Linked DNA regions of Mus musculus: regions 2 and 3 are each linked to region 1. Evidence: chromatin contacts called from public HiChIP or PLAC-seq and capture Hi-C data. All regions are on one chromosome and are shown on one strand. Each heading gives the region's core, a stretch centred on a gene start, on an enhancer-like site or on the middle of the called end of the contact. The rest is flanking DNA. Distances are from core to core; before and after follow the strand shown.

The links. HiChIP or PLAC-seq counts read pairs in DNA pulled down with a chosen protein or histone mark. Capture Hi-C pulls out chosen DNA fragments and counts their contacts.
Region 2: a contact with region 1 is called in a capture Hi-C map of embryonic stem cells, with 2.1 times the contacts expected there. The contact joins two enhancer-like sites. A contact is called at or near these places in 3 of 115 datasets of contacts at active chromatin or transcription factors (astrocytes, large pre-B cells and stem cell-derived neural progenitor cells) and 1 of 9 other capture datasets (embryonic stem cells).
Region 3: an H3K27ac HiChIP or PLAC-seq map of embryonic stem cells shows a contact between it and region 1, with 6 times the contacts expected there. The contact joins two enhancer-like sites. A contact is called at or near these places in 12 of 39 promoter capture datasets (the 3T3-L1 cell line, 3T3-L1-derived adipocytes, the HPC-7 cell line and 8 more), 1 of 115 datasets of contacts at active chromatin or transcription factors (embryonic stem cells) and 2 of 9 other capture datasets (embryonic stem cells and liver).

The regions. Positions count from the first base shown.
Region 1 is chr1:181,818,810-181,822,813 of GRCm38.p6, forward strand. It overlaps Lbr (lamin B receptor), which reads right to left. Exons shown (of 14, transcript NM_133815.2): 8 at 2,627-2,818; 9 at 1,865-1,968; 10 at 1,055-1,180; 11 at 31-199. Among named protein-coding and RNA genes, the nearest start is that of Lbr, 22 kb to the right of the region's middle. Within about 2 kb of position 2,677, at least 3 of the 459 cell types and tissues checked have an H3K27ac peak or open chromatin away from gene starts, as enhancers often do. A contact at or near this core is called in embryonic stem cells, where this site is marked.
Region 2 is chr1:181,254,526-181,258,189 of GRCm38.p6, forward strand. No RefSeq gene overlaps it. Among named protein-coding and RNA genes, the nearest start is that of Gm39718, 31 kb to the right of the region's middle. Within about 2 kb of position 2,321, at least 318 of the 459 cell types and tissues checked have an H3K27ac peak or open chromatin away from gene starts, as enhancers often do. A contact at or near this core is called in embryonic stem cells, where this site is marked.
Region 3 is chr1:181,161,529-181,165,245 of GRCm38.p6, forward strand. It overlaps Cnih4 (cornichon family AMPA receptor auxiliary protein 4), which reads left to right. Exons shown (of 5, transcript NM_030131.3): 4 at 547-687. Among named protein-coding and RNA genes, the nearest start is that of Cnih4, 12 kb to the left of the region's middle. Within about 2 kb of position 2,368, at least 5 of the 459 cell types and tissues checked have an H3K27ac peak or open chromatin away from gene starts, as enhancers often do. A contact at or near this core is called in embryonic stem cells, where this site is marked.

The DNA of each region.
Region 1 (4,004 bases), core at 1,427-3,926:
GACTGAACAGAGGCTAAGACTAGCACTCACATTTCAGAGCAATGATGACAGAAGCCAATGGCCAGGACAAGTCATGGGGATGGCTGACCAGGTAAAAGGCCTGGAGGCTGTAGGTAAATGGAACCCACACTAAATCCCCAAAGGCCAGCATGAAGCCAAAGCCGTCGTGCATGATGTCCATGGAGGTCAGCAGTGCTTCCTAAAATGACAGGTGGGAAGAAAGAAAACCATCTTATGTTTAAAGTACTAGTTTACGGTCAAGTATATTAAGTGAAGGCACACCAAAATATTGAAAGGCAGGTCCAGTTGCTCTGGCTTAAGTCCTGTCTCCTCCCACAGAAGTTGCTGTAACAGATGTCTAAAACCCTCACAGGCCTTTGCCCAGTACTCCCTGACCTCACCTTCCTCCAACCCCAGCTTCAGTCCCTTCCCTCAACAGCCCTTCTCATCCTACAATCTCCCCTGATATTTGAAAAATAAGCCTCTCATTTTTCAAATGTACATGCCACAGTGCCTAGCAAAAAGTAATGGTTCAAAATGTATCTGTGGGAAGAAGTAGCTCTCAGAGTTCTTGCCCAGATCACACTGGGCAAGGTAAGAGTCAGAGCTCACGGATCCGGGCCCTAAGGCTCACACCCTAGACCTCAGAATGATGTTAACTGCTTAGAAAGTCATTTCCGAATAGAGTTGTCGACACACCCACCAGTGTTCATGTGCAGGCCCTTTGAACTACCTCATCTTTATCAACACAAGCTATAGAAGAAGCAAGCTATAACTGCCCTAATTCTGTATATAAGCAACTCGAGAGCTCCCCAGAGGAAAACCTCACCCACCAACTCTCAAAAAGCTGCTTGACTTCATGGCCTCCAAGAATTCATCTCTTTCTAAAATTAACTATCTTGTGCAGGTACAGAACACATTCCTCTAATCCCGTGTGGGAGGCCAAGGTGGGAAGATCACAAGTTCAGACCAGCATGGACTACTAGGACCTCAAAAATAAGTAAATATATAAATATATATATATATATATAACCTGGAAAATCCAACAAATTACCTCATTCCAGAGGGCGTCCACCACATATAAGAGCTGGAAACTGTTAACCAAGATCATTGCCAAGGACGGAGCAGCTCGCTCCTGAATTTTCATTTCCATCAGAAGCATCACTAAGTTAATAACCACCTGGGAAGAGAAGACGACAACGCCTCAAAGGCACTGGCGAGGCCAAGCAGAGCCGAGACCCCCAGTGCACACCGCCATGGCCACCAGAGAACAAGACACCTCAGCCCTGACGTGTCACTTGTCTGCGCTTCCTGACAACACATGGGGTCTCTGATCAGGAGAACAACGGAATGATGGTCTTACGAACAGTGCTCTTCAAAAGGGCGACACCGTCACAAGAGCCTAAGGAACCAGCATAGTGAGAGGAGACCAAGATGAAAGAATGGAGCAACAGTTAAGCACCAATGAACCCCAATAAGGGTTACAGATCCCCTCAGTAGCACTGCCCTTGACGGGACTGTGACTGAGCCTGCTGTTAGTAAGGAATCCGGCGAAAGAAAATGGGAGTCTCGGTTCCATGTCTGTAATTGTCCTCCAAGCCTGAAACTGGGTCAAATAAGGCTTTACTTTCCATCTTCACTATCACTTCCTAGATATATGTAATAAAAATTGAAAAATATCTGTGATGTTTAACAATCCGTAACAAGTTCTCTTAAACCAGTAAAAAAATAAATAAATATATATGTGTTAAGACACAATTAGGGAAAACTATAATCTTTAAAAATTGCCTACATTTCCTTCTAAATACAAGATGAAGTCATACCATTGAAATTATTGGAAAAAAAAAAAAAAAAAAAGACATACCCATCCAATCAATCCAGGGCGCAACTCACAAAAGAACTTGAGATCGAAAGCACCAAGTCGCGGGTTTAACTCTCGGCCAATGAAGAAGTCGTAGACAGCATTTCCTGGGAAGGAGAAAGCATTTACCTCACCAAGTGCTGACCTTGGGCCTCTGCTCCCTGAGGAGACGACTGCAGAGGGGGAAGCGAAGGACAGGACTGGGAAGCCAGGGCCGCTACTGATCTTGAGAGCTCACTTCACCTCTAGGGAAACTACAGGTTTATTTTTAAACATACGACCTTTTGTTTTATTTTTGAGATGAGGTCTCACTATGTAGTCCTGGCTGGCCTGGAACTTTATTTGGATCAGGAGGGCCTCAAACTCACAGAAATCCTCCTGCATCTGCCTGACAAGTGCTCAGATTAAAGGTATGGGCCTCCACACCCAGTCCATAGGAAACTTAAAAAAAAATATCTTAGGTCAGAACCAAATAACTTGCAGCCTGTTTTTTTGTTTTGTTTTGAAGGAATTTACTACTTGACAAAAGTAAACAGGCAGAGAGTCAGAGCTGCTGAAGGATTTTAGTCACATACTTAGAGTTAATGAGAACTAAATAGAAAAGCATGAGGAAAAAAACTTAAATTTTGCCTTCAATTTTTTTCTTCACTTGTTTTCTATGTCTTTATTTCCCAAAATTAAACTAGACAAAAACCAATCTCTATGAGTAGTCATGGCTGCCAGGGCTCTGGACACAGCCATGTGACCCATGATGGAACTGCTCACCGGAACTGGCTGGCGACAGCTCCTCCCTCGGGGCTCGCAGAGAGCGAACATAGAGGTAAGCACTCAGGAGCACGGAGAACCCGGTGGCTGCCAGTGCCAACTGCAGGAAGTGAGTGTACAGGTAGCACAGCTCAACACCCCAGAAGACAGCTGCTCCCAGGGCTGCAGATGTCAGAATGAAGGCATACAATCCTTTAAAGAGGGAGAACAGGGTTAATTAACGTCACTCATCCTGGGGCTACATTTGGGGGTTTTGAGACAAGTCACACTAGGTTGCCCAAGCTGGCCTTAAGTCCCCGGGCTCAAAAAGACACCCCCCCCCCCAACACACAGGAGCTACCAGTCAATGCAGTGTTTTTCTGTTTAAGTCTTAAATTTCATTATCCAGATTATTTTCATATATATGCAAATAAGCAATGTCCTTAAGGTACAATCTTCAGTGTAAATACCACAGCTCTTGTACTGTCTTTTAAGAATGCTAACATTATTTGGCAATATGAACCATCCTTACCCACTGTTAATTAAAGCCAAGCTCAAACTCACTGTTAAACTGAAAAGAATCTCAAAATGCACTCACTACTCCAACGTTCAGAGTCCAAAGTCAAATAAGTAGCTCCCAAAAGAGATGTACAAGAACACATTTTCAAGTCTAATGCCATTACCTCACAGCAGAATAATCTTAAGGTATACAGTTATAAATATTTATGTTGGAACTCACGAGTTGGTAATGGTATAAAAAGGTTCTAGTCACATTCTGCCACATAGAAAACGAATATCAAGATGCTGTACCCTCGGGCTGGAGAGATGGCTCAGTGGTTAAGAGCACCGACTGCTCTTCTGAAGGTCCTGAGTTCAAATCCCAGCAACCACATGGTGGCTCACAACCATCCGTAATGAGTATGTCACCCTCTTCTGGTGCGTCTGAAGACAGCTACAGTGTACTTACGTATAATAATAAATAAAGCTTTGGGGGGAAGAAAAGGATGCTGTACCTTCACAGTAGAGGCTATAATAAAACCCGGGGAAACCAAGTGTGGTCACTCACACTTGTAATCCCACACAAGGGCACACTAGGCTCCACTCTGATGCACAGGCAGCCAGCAGGCTAAAAGCCCAGGAGACAAGTCACAAGCCAGTCTAAGGGTGCTGCCTGCCCAATCTGGGGGCAGGGAGTGCACAATTTCACCTTTTGGCTAAAGAAATCATTTTTCTTACAAAAGCTGAAGTGCTTAGGTTCCACATGAAGTCATCAAATTATATTTCAATTAACAGTCAAACAAGTCATGGTCATTAGTGAGAGGATTTCTAAGCCCTGATAAAAGAGGATCGCCACAAGTTTGCTTTCTAAAGCCATGTTTGCTACATACCAAGTTTACTC
Region 2 (3,664 bases), core at 1,071-3,570, 560 kb before region 1:
TGAGGCAGGGGGATTCATACTTGGTCATTGCAGGGGCCCAGGAATGATGTCAAAATGACTGCAGCCATTATCGACAGCTGCTGTGTGAAAAGCACTTTGGGAAGAACTCTGCCTTGGGGCTGGGCAGAGTGGTGCATCATTGACCCCAGCACTCGGCAGGCAGAGGTGGGTGGATTTCTGAGTTTGAGGTCAGCCTGGTCTCTGAAGTGAGTTCTAGAACAGCTAGGGCTACACAGAGAAACCGTGTCTCAGAAAAAGAAAGAAAGAAAAAGGAAGGAAGGGAAGGAGGGAGGGAAGAAAGGAGAAGTTTCTCACTAGCTAAGAATTAGGAGTCCCAGTGCAGTTAATAAAACTGCTGGTGAGGTGAGATGAACCCCAGAGAGATAACTTTTTTTTTTTTTTTGGTTTTTTGAGACAGGGTTTCTCTGTATAGCCCTGACTGTCCTGGAACTCACTTTGTAGACCAGGCTGGCCTTGAACTCAGAAATCCGCCTGCCTCTGCCTCCCTAGTGCTGGGATTAAAGGAGTGCCACCACGCCCACGTAGAGACATTGGAGCAGCGACAACCACCATGCTTTAGACAGAAGCAGGTTCGGCCTTTCTCCCTCTCACAACTGTGTAAACCTGCAGTTTTCGAGGGATCTCACCAGAAGCACCATTTATAGTAAGGGACAGGCCTTAACCCCTTGCACACCCCCCTTGGCTCATGCATGGTTTTATCTTCTTTCTCAGCTAGCAATCCTATCCAGGTGCTTTTGAAGCCACACCTTAACCTCGATTATCAAAAAAAAAAAAAAAAAAAAAAAAAAAAAAGGGGGGGGGGTCTTCTTATTGATGCTGTGAGATGTAGCTTGAGAGCTACCAACATTATATGTGTGGTTGTCACTAAGACACGGCAGGGACACTCCCCCTTGAGAGGCCCACACACCTGTGGATCTGTGTGCATTATCTGACCCGAGCCCCTCTTTTTCTTCAAGCTGGCATGCCTTCTTAATAAACCCCAACTGTGTGTCTTATTGGCTCGCCCTAAAATCTCTCTCTGCAGTGAAATCCACTCCCACTTCACTTGAGAGGCAGCTGAGGAGTTCGAGCTGCTTCAGGCAGCAGCGTGGAGGTGTGTCTCGGGCCAGCTGTCAGGGGCGCTCAGTAGCACCTGTGATGCGCTGGGCTCCATCTGTAATAGAGATGGGGGTGAGGAAGCTGTGTTCACTCCCCTTTCATATGGGCAGCAGGCTGCACTCTGGCATCGATGATAAATCGACAGGTGACTAACATGGATCTTAGCATGATTAAGTGACTTGCCCAAGGTCACATCATTAGCAGACAGTCACTTAGAAGCTTGAACGTAGCTCTACTGTAGCAAGTAATGCTTTAATGCAGAAGTCTTTCTTAGCTGGATGCTTTCTAGGACAGTCCTGCTACAGGAGGTTCCTTAGACAAAGGATTGGAAGGAGGTCGGGTAGGAGCATGGGCAAGTGTGAGTCTTCCTGGGGACAGGCAGGGTGAGCTGAGGTGTGCAGAGTTCTCTCTCGTTCTGGATGGTTGCCATCGAGGTTGTGAGCAAGGGACTTACTTCCCCGGGGGTGACCCGTTGTGAGCAGATTCCAAGCTAACTGCTAAGATGAGCCCAGACACAGGCTCTTGTCTTCCCCAGGACCTCAGAAGTTGGAGTCAAGCAATCATATTTGCTGGAAGAAATGGAAATTAGGGTCTTCCTCAAACTCTGCTGGAATACGCGGGTGGCATGAGATAGCAGCCGCAGTTGCTTGTGGGAACGAAGCTGGTCAGGAAGGGGTTTCTGATGGACACGGATAGGAGGCAATAGCGCCACCCTCCTTGTAAAAAGTCTTGATCGCCCAGCAGGCGCATGAGAGTTGTGAGCCTCAGCTAACTTCAGAAGCCTTCTAGCTCAGAGTAGAGACAAGCCATCCAGCTGGCCTAGGCTGCCAGCCTGCCAAAGAGGAGGTGGGGGGAGGGGACAGGGGTGAGACCCCGTGCTGTCCACCCAGAAGACAGCTGGCGGGCGGGCGGCAGGTGGGTGGAGGTTAGCGGGCCACCCCTCCCCCTGCCCTGCGGAAGCAGCCGAAGAAACTGTACCCTTTTATTGTCTTTGCCACTGGGTGTTTTCTGGAGTAATTTAAACACTGCCAAACACAAGCCTTCCATCCTTTCTCTAGCCATTGAAAGGAAGCGGCAGACTTAAAAATCATCTGAGTGGCGAGGACTGGGCCAGGAAGACGGGAAGGGTGGAGGGAAGGGTGAGACGGAGGTGAAAGTATGTGGTTTGGCGGGTGGGACCAGGCTCGGGTGATGGGCCGAGACCTGCGGCAAGCAAGGGAGGAGTGCCCAGGCTTTGCTGGGCGGCGACCTCAGCGGGCAGGAGGCTCTGGGGAGGGCGCGGGGCGGGGACAGGCGACCTGCCAGGGCCAGTCACCCCCCTCCCCCCCCTCTGTGGGAGGAGGGCAGGAAAGAGGGCGGCCTTTATTCTGTATTAAAATCCTCCTCTCTACCTAGGACACGGTGTACTAACCTTGCACGGTATTTGATCCTATGCAATCAGTCTGCACTTGCCAGGCAGAGTCTTGGGGCCTCATGCATCTGCCGCACAGTCAGGGCGTAGACCATTGAGCCTCCCCTTCCCCCTTGCTGGCTTTGGTCTTCCTCTTCTCTGCTTTCCCTTCCGTCTGACACCATCCCACCCTTCCATTTCCTTCCTCGGGTTTGGGCTCTAGAGGAGCAGAACCCGCCTCCCTTAATTCCAGGTTCTGGGTGAGGAGGTATCACCAGCCCTAGCCAGTACCATCCGGAGGGTTTCGAGCCTCGGGGCTCTACACGGGGTGGGTCTTCCCTAATCTGGTCTTCGCACAACCTGATTATTGTACAAGCGCTGTGTTTGGTAATCTGGAATATTTCTCCCCAAGGCTGTACGGGTGTGTACGGCAGCTGTGGAACTTAGATAGACAGACCCGGGCTTCGGGTGTGTCTACCCGCGGCCCTCCTGCAAATCCTCTGTGCTACTCACGTCTGGAAACCTGGTTTAACCATGAGCAGAGTGAACCTGCTAGAGTCCATACTCACTCGAGCCTCTCCACCTGCAAAGCGCTAACAGTAACTTGCTTGCTTCTTAGGTTGTTTGGGGACTGCGGTTTAAGCGAGTCCTTCCCGAATTAGATCTGGGCTCCAACCCCAATGTTGCCACATGACAACTGACCTTGGCCTCTGTTTTCCAGTACGGGAGGGACAGTAACAGAACCACCCTCACTGGGCCCGCGGTGAACTCAGCTCAGTGCAGGATTTTTAAGTTGCCTAACACAGGTTGCCTGTCATAGTGAAACAGGACATTTTTTTTTGTGCAAGTAATTTGTAAACTGTGGTGTGTTCTTTAGAAATGTAGGCGGTTACTCGAATGCCAACAGGGTGAAATTCTGGGTTCCTGCCCCACTTTCTAAGGGAAATTGATCCCCAACCTCGCCCTGGGCACCCTGGAAGTTCCCTTCCTCAGCACTTCTGGGACCTCTGGGTGGGAGAGGCTGGTCCTGTGCTCCCTGCTCTATTATCCACCCCTCCCCCTTCACTTCACATTCTTTTCTGGAACTCTCAGCAGCTCTGGTAGGCTTCAATCCTGGAATCCTGTCCCCAACCTCTCTCAAAACAGATCTCGGAC
Region 3 (3,717 bases), core at 1,118-3,617, 660 kb before region 1:
GCACACAGGCATGCTGACTTGGCTCTTCTATAGTCTCTCAGTTGGAGGCATGTTATCCCTGGAGCAAGCCAGCTAACTGAATCAGGGAGTTCTTGGTTTGGGCAAGAAACCCTGCTTCAATGTATAAGAGCAATGAAAGAAAACACTTGATGTCTTCCTTTGCCCTCCATCTGTACACACACACACATAAACACACAAAAAGATCCTTAGAAGTTTCTGAGGACTTTATAACATTAATTTGGTTTTAGAATCTCCTTTAACTTATATCTAATGAGAAAGCTAAAGAGAGACAGATGTGTTAAAGGGTCTCAGTTTTTATTAGGTTTTACTACTCTGTCTGTTTCAGTGGGGAGAAAATTACATGAAAAGTTAACAGTAGCTTCCAGAGGAAAACCAAATGGTAGACTTCATCATGCAGCTCTATTTTGTCTGAATTTGAGGCTGCAGTACTTGGCTCACATTTGCAGGTTCACTGCTATTTTGAAACTGTTTTTCAGTATTCATGCTGAGATCTGAGTGTCTTTTAATGTGTGTGTCCTTTGTCAGGTTCATTATGGTGCCAAGTGGCAACATGGGAGTATTTGATCCAACAGAAATACACAACCGGGGACAGTTAAAGTCACACATGAAAGAAGCCATGATCAAGCTTGGTTTCTACCTGCTCTGTTTCTTCATGTATCTCTATAGGTAAGTTTAGAATAGCTTTCATTCTGAATACCATGCCTGCCTTTGTTTTGTGAGGTATTACTGTACTGGAGAATTTTGAATTAACATTGTAACACTTTTGGAAATTATGTGAATTTATTGTAGCTGTGTTCATTTTTTATGTCATTAAATTAGTGTTCGATCTAACTGTCTTAGTTAGGGTTTTACTGCTGTGAACAGACACCCTGACCAATGCAAGTCTTAGAAAAGACAACATTTAATTGGGGCTGGCTTACAAGTTGAGAGGTTCAGTCCATTATCATCAAGGCAGGGACATGGCAGCATCCAGGCAGGCATGGTGCAGGAGGAGCTGAGAGTTCTACACCTTCATCTGAAGGCTCCTCATGGAAGACTGACTTCCAGGAAGCTAGGACAAGGGTAGTAAAGCCCACACCGAGTCCAACAAGGCCACATCTAACAATGCCAGTCCTTGGGCCAAGCATATTCAAACCACCACACTATATCTTGGGTATTCTAAGTTTCTGGGCTAATATCCACTTATCAGTGAGTACATATCATTTGAGTTCTTTTGTGATTGGGTTACCTCACTCAGGATAATGCCCTCCAGGTCCAACCATTTGCCTAGGAATTTCATAAATTCATTCTTTTTATTTTTTTATTTTTTTGTTTTTTTGTTTTTTGAGACAGGGTTTCTCTGTATAGCCCTGGCTGTCCTGGAACTCACTTTGTAGACCAGGCTGGCCTCGAACTCAGAAATCCACCTGCCTCTGCCTCCCGAGTGCTGGGATTAAAGGCGTGCGCCACCACGCCCGGCAATTCATTCTTTTTAATAGCTGAGTAGTACTCCATTGTGTACCACCTATTTCTTAGCTGTTGAGGTGATTGATATACTTAAAACTGCCATTGGTCTTCTTTACTCATAGAGTCTAGCTGAGAGGTTTCACTGTTCTGTTTCAAAAAGCCAGAAGGAAAAATATGTACATGCATACATATGTATGTACACAGACAGACAGACAGACAGACAGACAGACAGACAGACAGACAGAGAGAAGGGGATGTCCTAGAACTTGAGTTACAGTTATGAGCTGCCATACAAGTGCTGGGAACTGAAACTTGGTCCTCCTCAAGGACAAGAAGTGCTCTTAAGCACTGAGCTATGTCTCCACCCCAAGATACTGGTTTGTAAAGCATTATTTTAGCCAGGCATAGTGGTTTACATCTTTAATCTCAGCATTTGAGAGGCTGAGAATCACAAATTAGTGCCATCCAGGACTACTTAGTAAGATCCATGGTTCCCAAGTTACAGCAAGATCCTATCTCAAAAATAAGAAAACAAGAGAGACAGAGAGAGAGCGTAGCACTTTAGGGGCAGGGCTAGGGTGTGGTCCTTACTGCTACCAGTGGGCAGCCTGAGGCACTGTTTAGTCTGGGCTGCTGTACCCTGTGGGGTGCATCCTCCCCTTTTCTATCCTCGTTTGCCTTTGTCGGCTTCTTGTTTTGGGTACATCGTGGTTACCTTACCCCCTGAATGTGATCCGTAGTTGAAATGGTTGGGGTGGATGCTTTTGTTTAAAAAAGATTTTATCACCAGATTGTCAGCTTTTATTTCAGGGGTTTTCCATTTCTCTCACACCTGCTCCAGTACCTTTCACTCAGCTTGCATTCAGGGAATCCTTAAATGGAAGTAAAGTTTTGGGGAAATGCTCCCATTGTTTTAGAGAAGGGTGGAGCGCATGCCTTGGATCTGATGGCCACGTTGCTCACCCAGTGGGATCTGGGCTCTACTACCTATTGTGAGATTTAGGGTGCACTTCTTACTTAGCCTCTCTGTACCTTGGGTTTTCATCTGATCATGGGCTCTCACTAAAACTTACCTCATGGGATTGCAGCAAGAACTAAGTGCTATGAAGTGCTTGAGTTTATCATCTATAGTAAACTCAAAATCTTCAAATTATCAGCGACAGCATTTAACCTGCACTGTACACTGTGTGTTTAATGAGCCTGACTGGTTATTCTGTTGGTAACTGAGTAAGGCTGAGTTTTGTCCATGCGCTGGAGTCATTTGTTAGTCAAGGTTGATCTTGATCAGATGATCAAGAACAAGGTTGATCCTTGCACATAAGATATATTTCTCTTTTTTGTTTATTTTCATTGTTTTTCAAGACAAGGTTTCAGTGTGTAGTCCTGGGTATCCTGGAACCCACTTTCAGGCTGGCCTTAAACTCATAGAGATCCACCTGCCTCTGCCTCCCAGGTGCTGGGATTGAAGGTATGCGCCACCATGCCTGGCTGTGTCTCATTTGTAAAAAATTATTTATTTTTATTTTTTATGTGCATTGGTGGTGTTCTTGTGTATGTGTCTGTGCAAGGGTGTTGAATCCCCTGGAACTGGAGTTATAGACAGTTGAGAGCTACCTTGTGGGTGCTAAGAATTGAACCCGAGTCCTCTGAAAGAGCAGCAGATGGTCTTAACCAGAGCCATCTCTCCAGGCCCTTTTGTTTTGTTTTATGTTTTTTGTTTTTCGAAACAGGGTTTCTCTGTGTAGCCCTGGCAGTCCTGGAACTCACTCTGTAGATCAGGCTGGCCTCGAACTCAGAAATCTGCCTGCCTCTGCCTCCCAAGTTCTAGGATTAAAGGCGTGCGCCACCATGCCCGGTTTTTTTCTTTTTCTTTTCTTTCTTTTCCTTCCTTCCTTCCTTGGTTTTGGTTTTGGTTTTGGTTTTGGTTTTGGTTTTGGTTTTTCCAGACAGGGTTTCCTGGAACTCACTCTGTAGACCAGGCTGGCCTCGAACTCAGAAATCCGCCTGCCTCTGCCTCCCAAGTTCTAGGATTAAAGGGGTGCGCCACCACCCCCCCAGCTTTTTTTTTTTTTTCTTTTTCTTTAAAAAAAAATTTTTTTTATGTGAATATACTGAAACTGTTTTCAGATAACACCAGAAGAGAGCATCAGATCCCATTAGAGATGGTTGTGAGCCACCATGTAGTTGCTGGGAATTGAACTCGGACCTCTGGAAGAACAGCCAGTGTTCTTAACTGCTGAGCCATCTCTC